Regions from separate parts of the Rattus norvegicus genome. Here region 1 is linked to region 2. The links are chromatin contacts, called in public Hi-C maps. All regions are on one chromosome and are shown on one strand. Each heading gives the region's core, a stretch centred on a gene start, on an enhancer-like site or on the middle of the called end of the contact. The rest is flanking DNA. Distances are from core to core; before and after follow the strand shown. Region 1 holds the start of Adamts5 (ADAM metallopeptidase with thrombospondin type 1 motif, 5). Region 2 has its middle 5.3 kb from the start of Adamts1.

Evidence for each region. Hi-C and Micro-C count contacts between places; a contact is called where the count stands out from the background.
Region 1: a contact with region 2 is called in a Hi-C map of psoas muscle, with 1.8 times the contacts expected there. The contact joins the promoter of Adamts5 here to the enhancer-like site in region 2. A contact is called at or near these places in 2 of 12 Hi-C or Micro-C datasets (Schwann cells and psoas muscle).

Annotation. Positions count from the first base shown.
Region 1 is chr11:38,531,172-38,538,539 of GRCr8, forward strand. Adamts5 (ADAM metallopeptidase with thrombospondin type 1 motif, 5) reads right to left here and starts at 2,345. Exons shown (of 8, transcript NM_198761.2): 1 at 854-2,345. The coding sequence starts at 1,948. LOC102552725 (a long non-coding RNA gene) reads left to right here and starts at 5,053. Exons shown (of 3, transcript XR_010056031.1): 1 at 5,053-7,103; 2 at 7,242-7,368.
Region 2 is chr11:38,429,070-38,436,356 of GRCr8, forward strand. No RefSeq gene overlaps it. Among named protein-coding and RNA genes, the nearest start is that of Adamts1, 5.3 kb to the left of the region's middle. Within about 2 kb of position 2,717, at least 2 of the 93 cell types and tissues checked have an H3K27ac peak or open chromatin away from gene starts, as enhancers often do.

The DNA of each region.
Region 1 (7,368 bases), core at 1,095-3,594, 100 kb after region 2:
GTTGCTCCCAGAATGTCTGGGCTTATAATGACCCATCTCTTTTCCTTCTCTGTAACCATCATCCTTAACGTGGGGAAGTCCTTGGAAAACATTCTTCCCCACATCCTGAAGCTCTGCCCAGAACTTCAGAAACACATTCATCCAAACCCCAAACCTTCCAACTGGATTTGACCCTTGTTTGGCAGCCGGGTGGAAGGGTGGTGCTTCTGATGTGCTGGTAGAGGGCCTTGGGGTTTGTCCTCACCGCTGATTGGGCTTCTGCATCCTCCTGTCCCTCCCACATTCCTTCCTTCTCAGGAACTCAGATTCCAAGGTGGATATGTCAGAAGCCCATTTGGAAGCCACATTAGAAAAAGGAGTCCTTTGGAAAAGGCTAGTGTTGCAGAAGAGTTCGTTTAAGGACATTTACAAGGGAGGCCATCAATCAGATAAAAACAACTGCCAACTTCTCGTTAAGTTGGACAAAGTAGAACTTTTGTCTTCACTGCGAAGTAGAAAACACCCAATTTCAGAGACAGTCTTACTTTTTCCCTTTTGCCATTCAACTGTACACTTTCTCCCCACACACGAGCATATCCCCTTATCATGATCATACACTCCGCTGTCCTGTCTGCCTGGCATCTAGTCTAGTGAATGTTGATCTCCTAAGCCGGTTCCCTCACTTAAAGCAAGGATTAAGGCAGAGGCTAAGCAGAAAAGCTGAGTGAAAGTGGAGGCTGAGTGTGTCACAAGATGCATTTAAGTAAATCTCTACTGAGTGACAAGTCATTTATGGGAAAAGCAGAGCCGCCAGCAAGACCCTCCCTTCCACCTGTCTGCATCCTAGAGCTGGGTACCCACCTGCATCACCTACCTCTCTGGTGAACAGGATGGCTGCATCGTAGTGCTCCTCATGGTCATCACCTAGCTGGTTGTGTTGGTGCTGCCATTTGCAAAAGTTCTTGAGGGTCGTGGCCGCGTTCTTGCTCACCTCCAGACTCTTGTCGGTCAGCACCACCACTTTCACTACGGCCAGGCGGATGTGGTTCTCGATGCTTGCATGACTGTACAGCCGGTTGGCAATAGAGGCCAGGGTCAGCAGGTAATGCTGCAGGCCCCGCCCATACATCTTGGCCATGGAAGAGTCAGCCACCAAGAGGAGCTCCACCTGGCGGGCCCTGGAGATGGAACGGCGCCTCCGCCTCCACCACGTCTGAGGTCCCGCGTTCCCAGCTGGCGAGAAAGCTGAATGGTCCAGCAGCTGCGGTGCCAGTTCTGTGCGTCGCCTAGAACTACTGTGCACCGAGGGGCTCTCTTGGGCCCCAGACGGGGACGCTGGAGTCTCGCAACTGGTGCGTGGCGGCAGGGCCTCGAAGCTGAAGCCCTCGCGGGTGTAGACATGCAGGATGCGTGAAGACCCATCCCCGTAAACTCGTTCGGACTCTGCCCAGGACCCACGCAAGAGCGGCTTCAGAGTGTAGCGCGCATGCTTGACTGCGAAGAAGCCATCGAGACCCCCACAGAGGTCAAAGACAGCTAGGGATCGAGGGCTGCCGTCCACAGTGCCTCTGTAGAAGCAGTGACCCCTGTGGCCAGAGGATGCGCTCAGCCCTCCTGCAGTAACGATGCCACCAGCAGCACCCACTGTGTCATCCCTCTCCAGGTCCAGCAGGAACCTCCGGCCGCCCGCGTAGACAAGGTAGCCCACTTTGCCACCGCCAGAGTAGAGTTGGTCTATATTCTGCACCAGCCCGCTGCTCCTGCGCTGCCTGGCCAAGGGTTGCGGATGGCCCCGCTCCTGTGTTTCCTCCCACTGCCGCTGGTCGGGCTGGGCAGCCGCTGCAGCAGCCCGAGGCTGCCTGGTTTTATCCTGGGCAGGTGCCGCGGCAGGGTTGTCAGCGGCCAGGGCCAGGCAGGACGCGCACAGCAGCAGCAGTAGCAGCAGCAAGGACGCCCACTCGAGCCGCATAGTGCGCTGCCCGCCGGGAGGGGCTGCGCGACTGAGTCTAGCTGGATGTTTGCTATTTGCTATAGAAGTTTCAGGGGCGGGGGTGGGGGGCTCACCCTCCCACCCACCCTCCCACACCCACACACTCTACACACTTGCTTGCAAGGTTGAGTCAAGTGTCCAGGAAAGGGTAGGGGGAACCCGCAGCAGAGCGCCAGGCTGTCCTGGCCGCGGTGCCAGCGTGCGAACTTTTCTTTGTTGGTTTGGAAAATGTTTGGAATTGAGGTCCAAGAGACGGAGGAAGAAAAAAAAATTAAAAATATTTAAAAAAATTAAATAAAGGGTGGTGGTGGTGGGAGCAAAAGCCAGGAGTTGGAGAGCTACCGAATACAAAATAAAGGAGAGAGGCCCAACGCAGACAAGATTTTTGCACAAACAGATTAAAACAAACGAGCAAAGAGAGTAAGGAGGGGGACCGCGCTCCCGGCCCGCAACTGGTGCGCGTTGGCTCCCGCCCCCTCGAAGCCCGGGGCTGGCCGGCTGCAGAGCTTCCAAGCTCCGACCCACTTCCTTTCTTATTCTGAGGGCTTCCTCGGCTCTGCTGGAACCCGAAGGCGGGGAGAAATGAGACGGGAGAAAAGAAAAGAGAGAAAGAAAGAAAACACCTAAAATGTTTAAAATCAAAAGCTAGGAGGCGGCCTGCGGAGAGCCAGCGAGGCGGCGCGTCCTGGTCCCTTCCGTTGCCGCGTTCTCCCGCCCGGGATCATCCCCAGTCGGCGGCTGCTGCGGGCGCGGAGAGCGGCTCAGGCGCTGTGAAGATGCGAGGAGGTGGGACAATGAATTTATAGCGGCGTGCCATCCTGCAATGGCAATTTCAACAATTCGTCACTGCACGCTGCCTCTTAAAGGGAGAGCTTCCCCCACCACTCCCACCCTTCCCGGTCCGCGCCTAATCTGATGGGGGAGGGCGCCGGGAGAGGCGGAGGGTGATCGAGGAAAGGGAGACCCGGAAAGAGGAAGGGACCAGAACCTAGCTAACAAGGTGGAAGGAGAGACAAAGGAGGGAGCAAGGGGGAGAGAGAGATTGAGAGAGAGACAGCATTTGGGCAGAAAACAAGAAAATTCACTTGGCCTCATTTAAAGCCACAGCAACTCAGGGTCTGTTGTGGTATTTCACAACCAAACGGGGTTGGCTAACCTCGGCTTACCTCATCTCCTTAAGGGGTGTTTTGGTGTGTTTTTAAAGTCTCTCCCTAGCTCCTTCCCCTTGCTGTTCTTGCACGGGATATGAAGTTCTTGCCTCATTTTGTGGGCCGGTGCGCTCTGGCCTTGTTGACCTGGTAACTTCACTGGACAGGGCAGCTGCCCGTGCACTCCCAAGTCCATCTTTCTTTTCCCTGGCTCCCTCCAGTCGTCTGGGTAGCTGATCTCCAGACTTTTCATCTTCTAGCTTGTTCAAGCTCCAACACTTGCTGACTTCGGGTTAGGGGTGACTAACTTCTCCCGGCCACCAGCTGAGCAGCCGGGCAGCCACGGGTGCTTCCTGGCGCGTCTCTGGGCATGCAGCACTGCGGTGACCCCAACAGGGCCGGCTGCGGCCTGGGAAGTCCTTGGCTTTGTGTATAAATGGCGGTGCTCCCAGCTTTTTCCAGCGCATAGTTGGTCAGTGCCCACAATCTGTCACTTATCCCAGCCACTGGAACTCTTTGAGCTGTAGGATGTCAGGGTGGGAAAGAGTTAACTCTTGAAGGGAATTCAGCACCCCCACCCCAAACTTTTATATTTGTGCTCACACTTTCTCTCTTTCCTTCTTAAAAGGTAATTAAATGGCAAGCACTCCTTTGTTTGTTTACTCACTACATCTCTCCTAAGTCATTCACTTACTACATCTCTCCTAAGTCATTCACTTACTACATCTCTCCTAAGTCATTCACTTACTGTCGGTCCCCTACTCTTGCTTCCAGGATCATTTCCAAAGCTCCTATTCCAATGGAAGAATACTTTAGGGGAGGTGATTGGTGGTTATTAGTGGGCAGATGGCATGGCCCCTGCCACTTACTTCCTCCATCCCTTTTCCCCTCTCATTATCAATTCTAAGAAGGTGAACTGGAAAACCCACTGGCTTTCTCAGAGCAAGCTGATGGGTGGCAGGCAGGTCCAATACTGGAATCCGCACACACCTCATATAATTTACACATTTCCATCCTTTTCAGCTTCATTGCTTCAGAGGAGAGCAGGTGCACTTGCATAGCTCCCCCAAATAGTACATTCTCAGGTAAGGTACCAGGCAGTCCAAGAAACAACAGTTAAGGTAAAAGAGGGCATGGGTTTCAGAGAGACAGAACAAGGTGTGTGTGGGGGGGGTGGACATGGGAGAAGTTGAGAAAGACTGGCTGGATCCTGAAACCAATCAGGACCTAGAAGGAGGCTGCTGCTGAAACACTTGCTCCTCAATCCTCAAGATGATCAAGTAGGTTTCCTGTAGTCAGCATTCCAAGGCAGTGGGCAAGCATCAAAGGCAGAGAATGGAGGTACCGGCCATCTTCTCCGTGGCCCAGTAGCCTTCAGGTTTACGACGACCAAAGTAACTCCAGGGAAGATTACCTGGTACCTATTCGTGTAGCAGAGGCCAGCATGAGAACAGCCCCCATAGGTGCATACGTGCGGTCTCCAGTTGGTGGAGAGGTTCGGGAAGAGTTGGGAGGTGCGGCTTTATTGGAGGAGGTACATCACTCAGGAGAAACGCTCTCTGCTTCCAGCGTTGGAATCAAGATGTGAGCTCTCAGCTGACCCTGCCATCATGGACTCAAATCCTCTGAAGCCGTAAGCCCAATTAAACATTTTCAACTTTTATTATTTTATTCTGTCCTGATTTTTTTTTTTTGTCACCACAATTGGTAAGTAATTAAGATACAGACTTTATTTCTTTTACGCCACTTTCCAAAAAAAATAATAAAGTACAATATTTGGTATCAAACAAAGTTTCCAAAAACAATTTTTATTTGAAAGGTGCAACTTACTCATCTGTGTCTCACAGAATCATTTAGAAAGCAGGTCTTTCAGGTGACCCTGGGGTAAGGCTGCTAACTGCAATTGTTTTCATTTGTGGACAGGTTCCTTATGGATTTCCCGATGACTTTACCCTCACTGAAGCCTTTTGTCATCTCTAAAACCTGTTGCTCTCTTAAAGGAACGCAATCTGAATTTCATGCCTTCATTTCTGATAAATGAATGACATTAGAATTCAGACCAATTAACCAAATGTTTGGAAATATGTTAAGAGCAGATTTGTTTCAAAGTGTGAGCATGAAATAGTAAGTGTTTGCTGGCAGTATTTGTTACAGGGATAGAGGCAGATAGAGCTTGGGATACAATAAGTAAATATTATTGATGTTTAATTACTTATTTTTTTTTTGGTGTGTGTGCTGTTTGTTTTGTTTTGGTTTGGTTTGGGGATTTTTTTCTCCATGTATTTAGTTTCTGTGGAAGGTATTTGCATTCTGTAGAAAGTTAGTTACTATTTGAAACAGAGACTGCACCAGTGAACCTGTGCAACCAAGTTGTTCCAGAGCAGAAATTAACCAGTATTAATTTAGAGTAGTATTTCAGTAGGTCAAAACAGCAGTCTTTAGTTTTGCAATAAGAAGAAAAAAATATATTGTTCACCATGTTAGATGGAGCCATTGATTACATTTTGCTCTAATAGCTACTTTTTCTGCATAGGTAATAAGAATTATTTTTTAACACATTTATTGAATACATGATCCAAAATCACAGACGTATAAACTTTACATTTCCTCAAAGAAATATTTTCTACTATAGAATGCTGCGAGTTCAAAATTGCTGTGGGGATTTGTTGGGGGTTTGTTCTAATGCTTTGTTTTAATCGGGAATCCAAACGCTGAAGTCATTGTCCCCAGTTGGTTTTCGATTGATCAATATAGATGCCAGTGATCAATGGCTGGACAAAGGGAGAATGGGCAGGGCCCTTAGATTTGCTCAGGCTAGGACTGGGGAGACAGAAAGGAAGAATTTCCATGACTCAGGGTAGAAAGATGGGATGCAGGAGCTGCAGGAGAGAAAGCCAACCAGCCATGTGAGAATTTGGGGTTGGGGGTGTGGTAGCCACTGGCCACTTCCTGGTTGGGCCTGGGTTAGCAAAAAAATTTAGGAGTGCAGTGCCTTTAAGGTAGCCAAGGCATTTTAAACATAATTGGTGTGTGTGTGTGTGTCTGTGTGTGTGTCTGTGTGTGTGTCTGTGTGTGTGTGTGTCTGTGTGTGTGTGTGTGTGTGTGTGTGTGTGTTTGTGTGTTCCATTCTGGAACTGAGGTAGCTCCTGGGTGAGTGTGCAAGAGACTCACCATAAGCCAAAGATGTGGAGTTCAAACTTACTGACACAGGGATTGCATGAGGCATCAACCATCTACTGGTCAGTCACAAGCTGATGCTTCCACGAAAAGGGACTACTAGTGACACACTCTGCCGAAACTGCAATCTTCTACCTCTTAATTATATCCACTCTGCAAACACCTCTTAAAACCTACGTAGCTTATGAAAATACATGTCAAGGTGTGAAAGGTTCCGGGAGACTCTCTGGGGACTTGTGAAGGTGAGTAAGCCATGACTGATGTTTGCAAAGAATTCACAGTTCAGAAATGGCGCCAAGAAGATCAATAGGTACTTGGACTCCAACCTGGAAAATACAAATACGGAAGAGAAGAAAGGGAACAGCATCTACAGGTGCTCTGCTCTCTGTTTCCAGCATGGCTGCACTCCACAGCCTTTTGGCCCTGGTATGTAGTATTTTCTCATATTTCCATTTGCTAAAGTGTCAAATCCTCACTTCTACCCTAAACCGTGCTTTTAATGGTAGGAGTGAGGAAATACCTGACAGTAAAATATTCCCCTCCAGCCAAACACCTGCTTTTTACCTCCCACGTGGAAGAATCACAGACTCTCAATTTTGTTTTGCTTTCCCACATCAAGATTTCTACCCCAGGCCTTGCTGCCTGGGGAACCTGCTCCCTTGGTAAAAGGAACATGGATGCCATCAACGGAAATGTCTTGCTGCGTGGCACCATTTTATATGATGTGAAAGGAGCCTCTTCTTCCTGTGTCACTGTGACTTGCAACGTTCTGAAGAGTTCCAGTTAAAAAGCAAAGTTGGACTATAGCGGTAAGGTAGAGGGCGTATGTGCTGTTCTAGCTCAGACACACTCCCGGAGCCTGGAGAGGGTTTTCACAGAATCTGCTGTTCAACAATCTCCCTTTTCTCGTTTACCACTCTGGCCAACTCTTGCGTTCCCCAATGCAGGCAAACATCTGATGACTAGGGACGTCCTGGAGCTTCGCACACAACAAGCATACTTAATGTACACATGCATGCAGATGTGTTCATCCCAACTCATGCTCCCTCTACACTGCGCTGATAGGTGACTGCT
Region 2 (7,287 bases), core at 1,467-3,966:
TCTCCTTTTCAACTCTAACTGACTTCCACAGTTAGGAGCTGGGCCTGTTCCTCTGAGAGGTGTCCCGCCTCTTTCCTTTTGTCTAAGAACCTGCTTCACAAGTGGGCTTTCCCACATTCCTAGTCGACCCACTTTATTTGAGAAACATCTCCATTTTCTGTTATGCTGCCTCTTTTTTTTTTTTTTTTCTTTCCTGGTTGTGTGGCTTCCCTCCCTTCTGTTCTCCCTCCCTTGCTAACAAGCAAGATTAGACACTTGTGAGAACGAATACAAACAAAGGCAGAGTCACCCCTTCTTGCTTAGAACTTAGAACATAAAACCCAGTGGGCAACGGAGACTGAAGATACTTAAGGTGGCTGAACGCCCTGTTAGATCCTCCGTGTATGCGCCATCTCTTAAAATTGAGGCAGAGAAGTAAGTTTGCAAGGCCACCAGAAAAATACGTAATTTTAAAATCGAAGTGTGATATACTTCAGGCTATTCACTCTCACACAGCAACTTTACCTTTTAAAGTAGATGTGAACTTGGCTGTGAGCCCATTTCTGTCTCTTGTGTGCTCTCATTGGAAGGGATTTTCATTTGGGAGTACATTTCAAATCTCAAATGGGTTACTTCAAATCCATTATAATTTTTTCATATTTCATGTTCTGTATCCAAATAGAGCTGGAAAAAAAAAAAGCACTGAGTTAAAGGGGAAAGGGTTGCCAGGAACATGGCTTTTATATTCTTTGGGTTTCTCTCCAGATTTCTGTTCTTTTGCATAATGGCTCCAATCTGTTGTGCACCTGTAGTTCTGGGAAATGATTCTTTTTTAATCGCTTCAACAGAGACCTGGGTGCTGGAGTTGCCAATTACTAAAGTGAAAAAAGTGCACATTCAGAAGAGTCCTCTAATCCATTTAGAAAAAAACTTAAGATCAGAACTCGGTGTTTGACACACGAGCATATAACAATACACATCTTTATAAGCAAAATGTAAGTTGAAAGAAAATATCTGAATGAAAAAGTAAGCACTTAGGGGTTCCATTTACTGGCCAGAGAGACAACGGTGAAACATTGGGTCATTGTAGAAACTAGCATAATGTTATACTTGTAAAAAGCCTTGCTCCTGGATTTGTATCAGCACCCAAAACGCCTATGCTCTGCCAACATCTGTTCCCTGTATTTCTGGTGTTCTTCCTATAGAGTGTATTTCTTCATAGATGAACTTGCAGAAACACCAGCTTAACACACCCCAAGAGAAAGACTTTAAAAGAGTTATTTACTTTGAGATTTGCTGAGATAGCCTGAACTCATTCACCTCAAAGTGAAAAGTTTGACCTTCTAAAAGAATACTTGGCTTTTCTGAACACACCATGTTCCTGAAAAAAAAAAAAAGTGCTTTTCGAAGGAAATGAAGTAGACGCCAATGTGATCCCTTTAACGAGTTCCTTCCATGTTTGTCTGTCTCAAGGATCCACAGGTTAAAGACACAGAATAATCCTCATGAAGTCTTTATCAAAGAGAGCACTCAGGAGGCAGCAGTGGATTGAGGAAGTCTGGTAATATGGAGGAGCTATTAGGATTGTTTGAGTGTAAATATTATCTAGAGCAATGGCTAATAAGCATATTTCATGAGCATGGAGAGTTAGATTCATGGCTCCTACCACACGCTTTGTCAGTTAGGAGCGCAAAAACCATTTGGCATTAGTCTCCCTTCAGAGCAATAGGGACAGATACCAAGGAAGATTTTTTTTATCTTAATCAAGATTTCAAAAAGAAAAAAAAAATCCATTTAAAGAAGTTGTGAGTTTAATAAATATCAAATTATTGATTCCACTTGGACATGAGATTTTTACAAACTCCAAACTTGTACAGTTGAAGATATAAGGGGAGTATAATCTTTCTTATTTATTTTTTGAGAAATATTGCAGAGGGGAGCCTTAAAATGATTAATTAACTTGTTCAAGATGATACAGTATGAAATGGGGATCTCAAGGATGAACTATCATGGCCATAATTTTTTAATAAAATATCTCTTGGTGTTTTAATACAAGAGTTTGGTAGATAAAATTATTATCAGACTTATGTTCTTTTTACAATTATTAATTTTCTTTGAAAAAGTTTTATAGTAGAAAAAAATTCCACCTTAAGATTCGCCAGCTGCAGCACCTCTTGTTTAGTCCACAAGGTGGCGATCGTCTACAACAAGTGGTATTATGTTTCTCTTTTACAGTTAAACTAGGAATTTACAGAAGTTTTATGTCTTTCCAATGATGTGTAACAGATTTCTCTTACCATTTTAAGGAACCTGAAAACCAATTTTTTAAATATTGCAATTTACTTGTATTTACATAGTTTCGAGCCCGCACCTAATTTTTAATTATGTGATTTTGTTAACTTAATCCAAATAGTAGTTAGGTTTAAAAAAAATAAGAATTATCTTCAACTGCTTTTATATGTCACTGTTGAGAGCTCAGTGCAACTCAAATGAAGAAAGAAATTACAGATGAATCTATTCAGAGATTACAGCCCTGTTGGTTCATTTACTATGCATAGTTTTTTTCAGTGTACACTGTTACTTGACACTTGGTACTGACTTTAATTGCTTTTCCAGGTTTACAGTATTTCCCTTGGCCACAACAAAAAGTTAAAAAGGCGGAGGGTAAAAAAGTTTGGTAGTGGAGTGGGGGCAGGGTGAGGATAAAGTGCAGCCACCAGGAGGCGACAAAAGACAAATTTTAAAATAGGTCTTAGCCAGACAGTTTTTCCTGCAATGTGTGATCATCCCATATGTAAGTGACTTCCCAATACTATGTGATTTAAAAGCCATATTCTGAAGCTGTGTTCTTGGTAAATGTAAACTATAGTAGCACAGTCTCACGAGTTTAATAAATACTGGAGTTAAAAGCAGATGATGTGAGTCAGCAGGAGCTTTGAAGAAGAATGTTTGCCCTTTTCCCACCGCAAAGCATGCAGTTTGTTGATTAGCTAACAGAGATTGGAGGCATCCCGCAGCTTCCATTACAGCCAGAAGATGAAAGTCAAGTTTCCAAATGTGTTGGGGGTGAGTTTTGTCCCTGACAGTAAAAGTGGTAAACCTGTAAGGCCCTGTACCCCACCGAAGGACTTGGCGATTTTGAAGCACTCCTTCCTACTGACAACAGGTAGTTAGATTTAGAACTGAGATGGCCCCTGACAATGCACCGGGGCTGAGAAATGGAGACTTCTCAGTGTTCTCGACGTTTGATTGTCTTCGAAGTTCTATGCTGTGTTTTCCCTCTCACAGCATATTCTGTTTTCCAAGCACACGGAGATCAATGGATGCCTATACTCAATTTTAGAAACACTGCTCCAGAAAGCCTTCTTTCCCAAATCGTTTTTGGGTCATCCTGTGATCTGAGGAAAGAAAGGTTAACAGAGTCACGTCCACGTGTGGGGGTGAGTCTGTTCCCTGCACTTGGGATGAAGATCGAGATAAACCCGAGTTTGGATTCGGATGTTCTGAATCTGTCACCTGCGTACTTTACAACTATGGCTCAGTGGCTCTATGACTGCCACTGAGCCCCAGACTCCTTGGAAAATGAAGATGTCGAAACTTGAACTGAAATATTGTAAGGACTGAAGGTAACAGATTGAAGGTAATCAGTGGGAAACGCTGCTAGCGTGGGAGACATTCGTTATTGAATGCAATGAAGAAGGAGCTAAGAACACAGTTGGGAGTTCTCAGAGTGCAGTGAATTCATTCTGACAAAAACATTTTTCTTCATGCCGTGTACCACCTCAAAGAACAGTGCCCAGAGTAAAAAGCCATTTTTTATATACTGCATCTAGTTAACACATTGTGCATGTTTACGGGAGGCAGTGTGATGTCTCAGCACATGTATTTATCGTATAATCACCAAATCAAGCATTTAGCTTATTTTTACCTCACATATTTGGGCTGAAGAGATCAGAAGAAGGGAGATAGTTCAGAACCCGAAACCCATGGAAAAAAACTGCATACAGTCATACAGTAGAAACCCCAGCCTTTGGAGGCAGAGACGGAAGGGTTGCTGGAGATTGCTGGTCACCAGCCTAGCTCCAGATTCTGTGAGAGACCCTTTATCAAGAGAAGAATGTGAGGAATGAATTCCGGAACATCGTTCCCTGGTCTCCACAGGCATATGGCCACAAGCAACCAGGCAAACATGTATGCATAATAGACACTCACACATAGGCACACACACGCACACACAGACACACACAGGCACACACAGGCACACACTGGCACACTGCATTCACATTAGCATAGGTACACACCTACAATTAAAACTGCTTTAATTTTTTATTTATTTTAATTTTTTAAATTGGATATTGTTATTTACATTTCAAATGTTATCCCCTTTCCTGGTTTCCTGTCCATAAACCCTCTATCCCTTCCCTCTTCCCCTTTCTTCTAGGAAAGTGTTCCTCTTCCCCAATCATACCCCCTTCCCTCCCTGACATTTCCCTGCACTGAGGCATCTAGCTTTGGCAGGCCCAAGGGCTTCTCCTTTCATTGGTGCCCAACAAGGCCATCCTCTGCTACACATACAGGTGGAGCCATGGGTCTGTCCATGAGTACTCTTTGGATGGTGGTTTAGTCCCTGGGAGCTCTGGTTGTTGGTATTGTTGTTCTTATGGGGTTGCAAACTCCTTCAGCTCCTTCAATTCTTTCTCTAACTCCTCCAATGGGGACTCCATTCTCAGTTCAATGGTTTGCTGCTAGCATTCACCTCTGTATTTGTCATGCTCTGGCTAAGCCTCTCAGGAGACAGCTATATCAGGCTCCTTTCTTGGCATCAGCAATATTGTCTGGGTTTGGTGGTTGTGTATGTGTGTGTGTGTGTGTGTGTGTGTGTGTGTGTGTAAGCTGTCCCCAGGTAGGACAGTCTCTGAATGGCCTTTCCTTCAGTCTCTGCTTCAAGCTTTGTCTCCATATCTCCTCCTATGAATATTTTTATTCCCCCTTTTAAGAAGGACTAAAGCATCCACACTTTGGCCATCCTTCTTCAGCTTTATGTGGTCTATGGATTGTATATTGGGCAATTTGAACTTTTGGGCTAATATCCACTTATCAGTGAGTGCATACCATGTGTGTTTTTTTGTGATTGGGTTACCTCACTCAGGATGACATTTTCTAGTTCATTCCATTTGTCTATGAATTTCATGAAGTCATTGTTTTTGATAGCTGAGTAGCAATCCGTTGTGTAGATGTACCACATTTTCTGTATCCATTCCTCTATTGAAGGACGTCTGGGTTCTTTCCAGCTTCTGGCTATTATAAATAAGGCTTCTATGAACATAGTGGAGCACGTGTCTTTGTTATATGTTGGGGCATCTTTTGGGTATATGCCCAAGAGAGTTATAGCTGGGTCCTCAGGTAGTTCAATGTCCAATTTTCTGAGGAATTTCCAGACTGATTTTCAGACCAACAATGGAGGAGTGTTCCTCTTTCTCCACATCCTTGCCAGCATCTGCTGTCACCTGATTTTTGATCTTAGCCATTCTGACTCTTGTGAGGTGGAATCTCAGGGTTGGTTCGATTTGCATTTCTCTGATGACTGAGGACATTGAACATCTATTTAGGTGCTTCTCAGATATTCGATATTCCTCAGCTGAGAATTCTTTGTTTAACTCTCTACCCCATTTTTAATAGGGTTATTTGACACTCTGGAGACTAACTTCTTGAGTTCTTTGTGTATATTGGATATTAGCCCTCTATCAGATGTAGGATTGGTAAAGATCTTTTCCCAATCTGTGGGTTGCTGTTTTGTCCTAACTACTTTTAAAAAGGGTGTAAATAGGCGGTGAAATTAACTGCTGCTCATTTAAAGTAGTGTAGCCATGGTTAACAGTAATATATTGAAATGAAGTTGGTTGGTCTTAATTTTTAAACTTTGATTATTTTATTTATTTACATTCCAGTGTTGCCTTCCTCCCAGTCCCACCTCACACAGTTCCTCATTCCATTCCTCAGCCCCCCTTGCCTCCTGCAGAGTGCTCTCCTCCTTCACTGGGGCCTCATGTTTCTTGAGGAGTAAGCACATCTCCCACTGAGGCCAGACCAGGTAGACCTCTGCTACATATGTACAGGGGCCTCAGACTGTCCTGTGTATGATCATCTCTGGGAGCTCCCTGGTGTCTGGGTTAGTTGAGACTTCTGGTCTTCCTATGGGGTTGCTGTCTTCAGCTTCTACAATCCTTCCCCTAATTCAACCGCAGGGGCCCGTGACCTCAGTCCAGTGGTTGTGTGTAAGTATATGAATCTGTCTCAGTCAGTGGCTTGTTGGTCAGCCATGCTAGGGTCCTGTCTGTAAGCACTTGGTGCCACCCCACCACCCAATCATCCCAAGATGGGCCAGTCATTGAAGGGCCTTTTTTTTTCAGTCTCTTCTCCATTTTTGTTCCTGGAGTTCTTTTAGTTCTGGGTCAGAAATTTTGACTATGGGTTAGTAACCCAGTCCTTCTATTCAGGCTCTGTCTATCTACTGGAGGTGTAGTCTTCACGTTCCCTCTCTCCACTGTTGGGCATTTGTCAGAAAGAATTTTTTCATCACTGTGTCAGATAACGAAGCAAAGAAACTAGCTGTGTGGGATATGAGGCTGCTTTAAGTCCTCCATTTCTTTTAAACCCCACTGAGTACAACATGTGGTGGACATGAACATAAGCAAGTGGTCACCTGACAGAATGTTGAGAAACTACAGTGGCTATAGTTCTTTCATCCTTTTTATACGTATTAATACCTTTCTACTTCCATAACTCACATGTTTTACTCTCTGTCCCTCTCAATGTCTCCTTCCACTTCACAAGCCTTGTCCTTTCTAGTTACTCACCTTAACTTAAATACAAACTGGAAAAGATCAATGTTGTAATCCATATGTGAAAGGGCATATGACACATGTCTTTATGGGCCTGTGTGCCCTCATGTGGTATGGCATTTTACAGTTCCATTCATTTTCCTGAAAATATTGCAGCTATATACTTTGCATAGACGAATAAAATTTCTCTATGTATACATACTGCATTTTCGTCATCCACTGATCAGTCTATGGACTCTAGGCTGCTTCTATTTTCTAATGATTATGAATGGAAAACAAGCAAGCAACAGTCTCCATACTAGGATACTGTGTCCCTGGGGTATATGTTCAGGGATGGTACTGTTGGGTCATATGGAAGTTCTAATCTTAGCTTCTGAGAAACTTCTATGTTAATTTCCATAGTGACTGTACACGTTCACACACCCACCAACAGTCAATGAAGTTCCCTTTTGCCAGATCCTCTCCA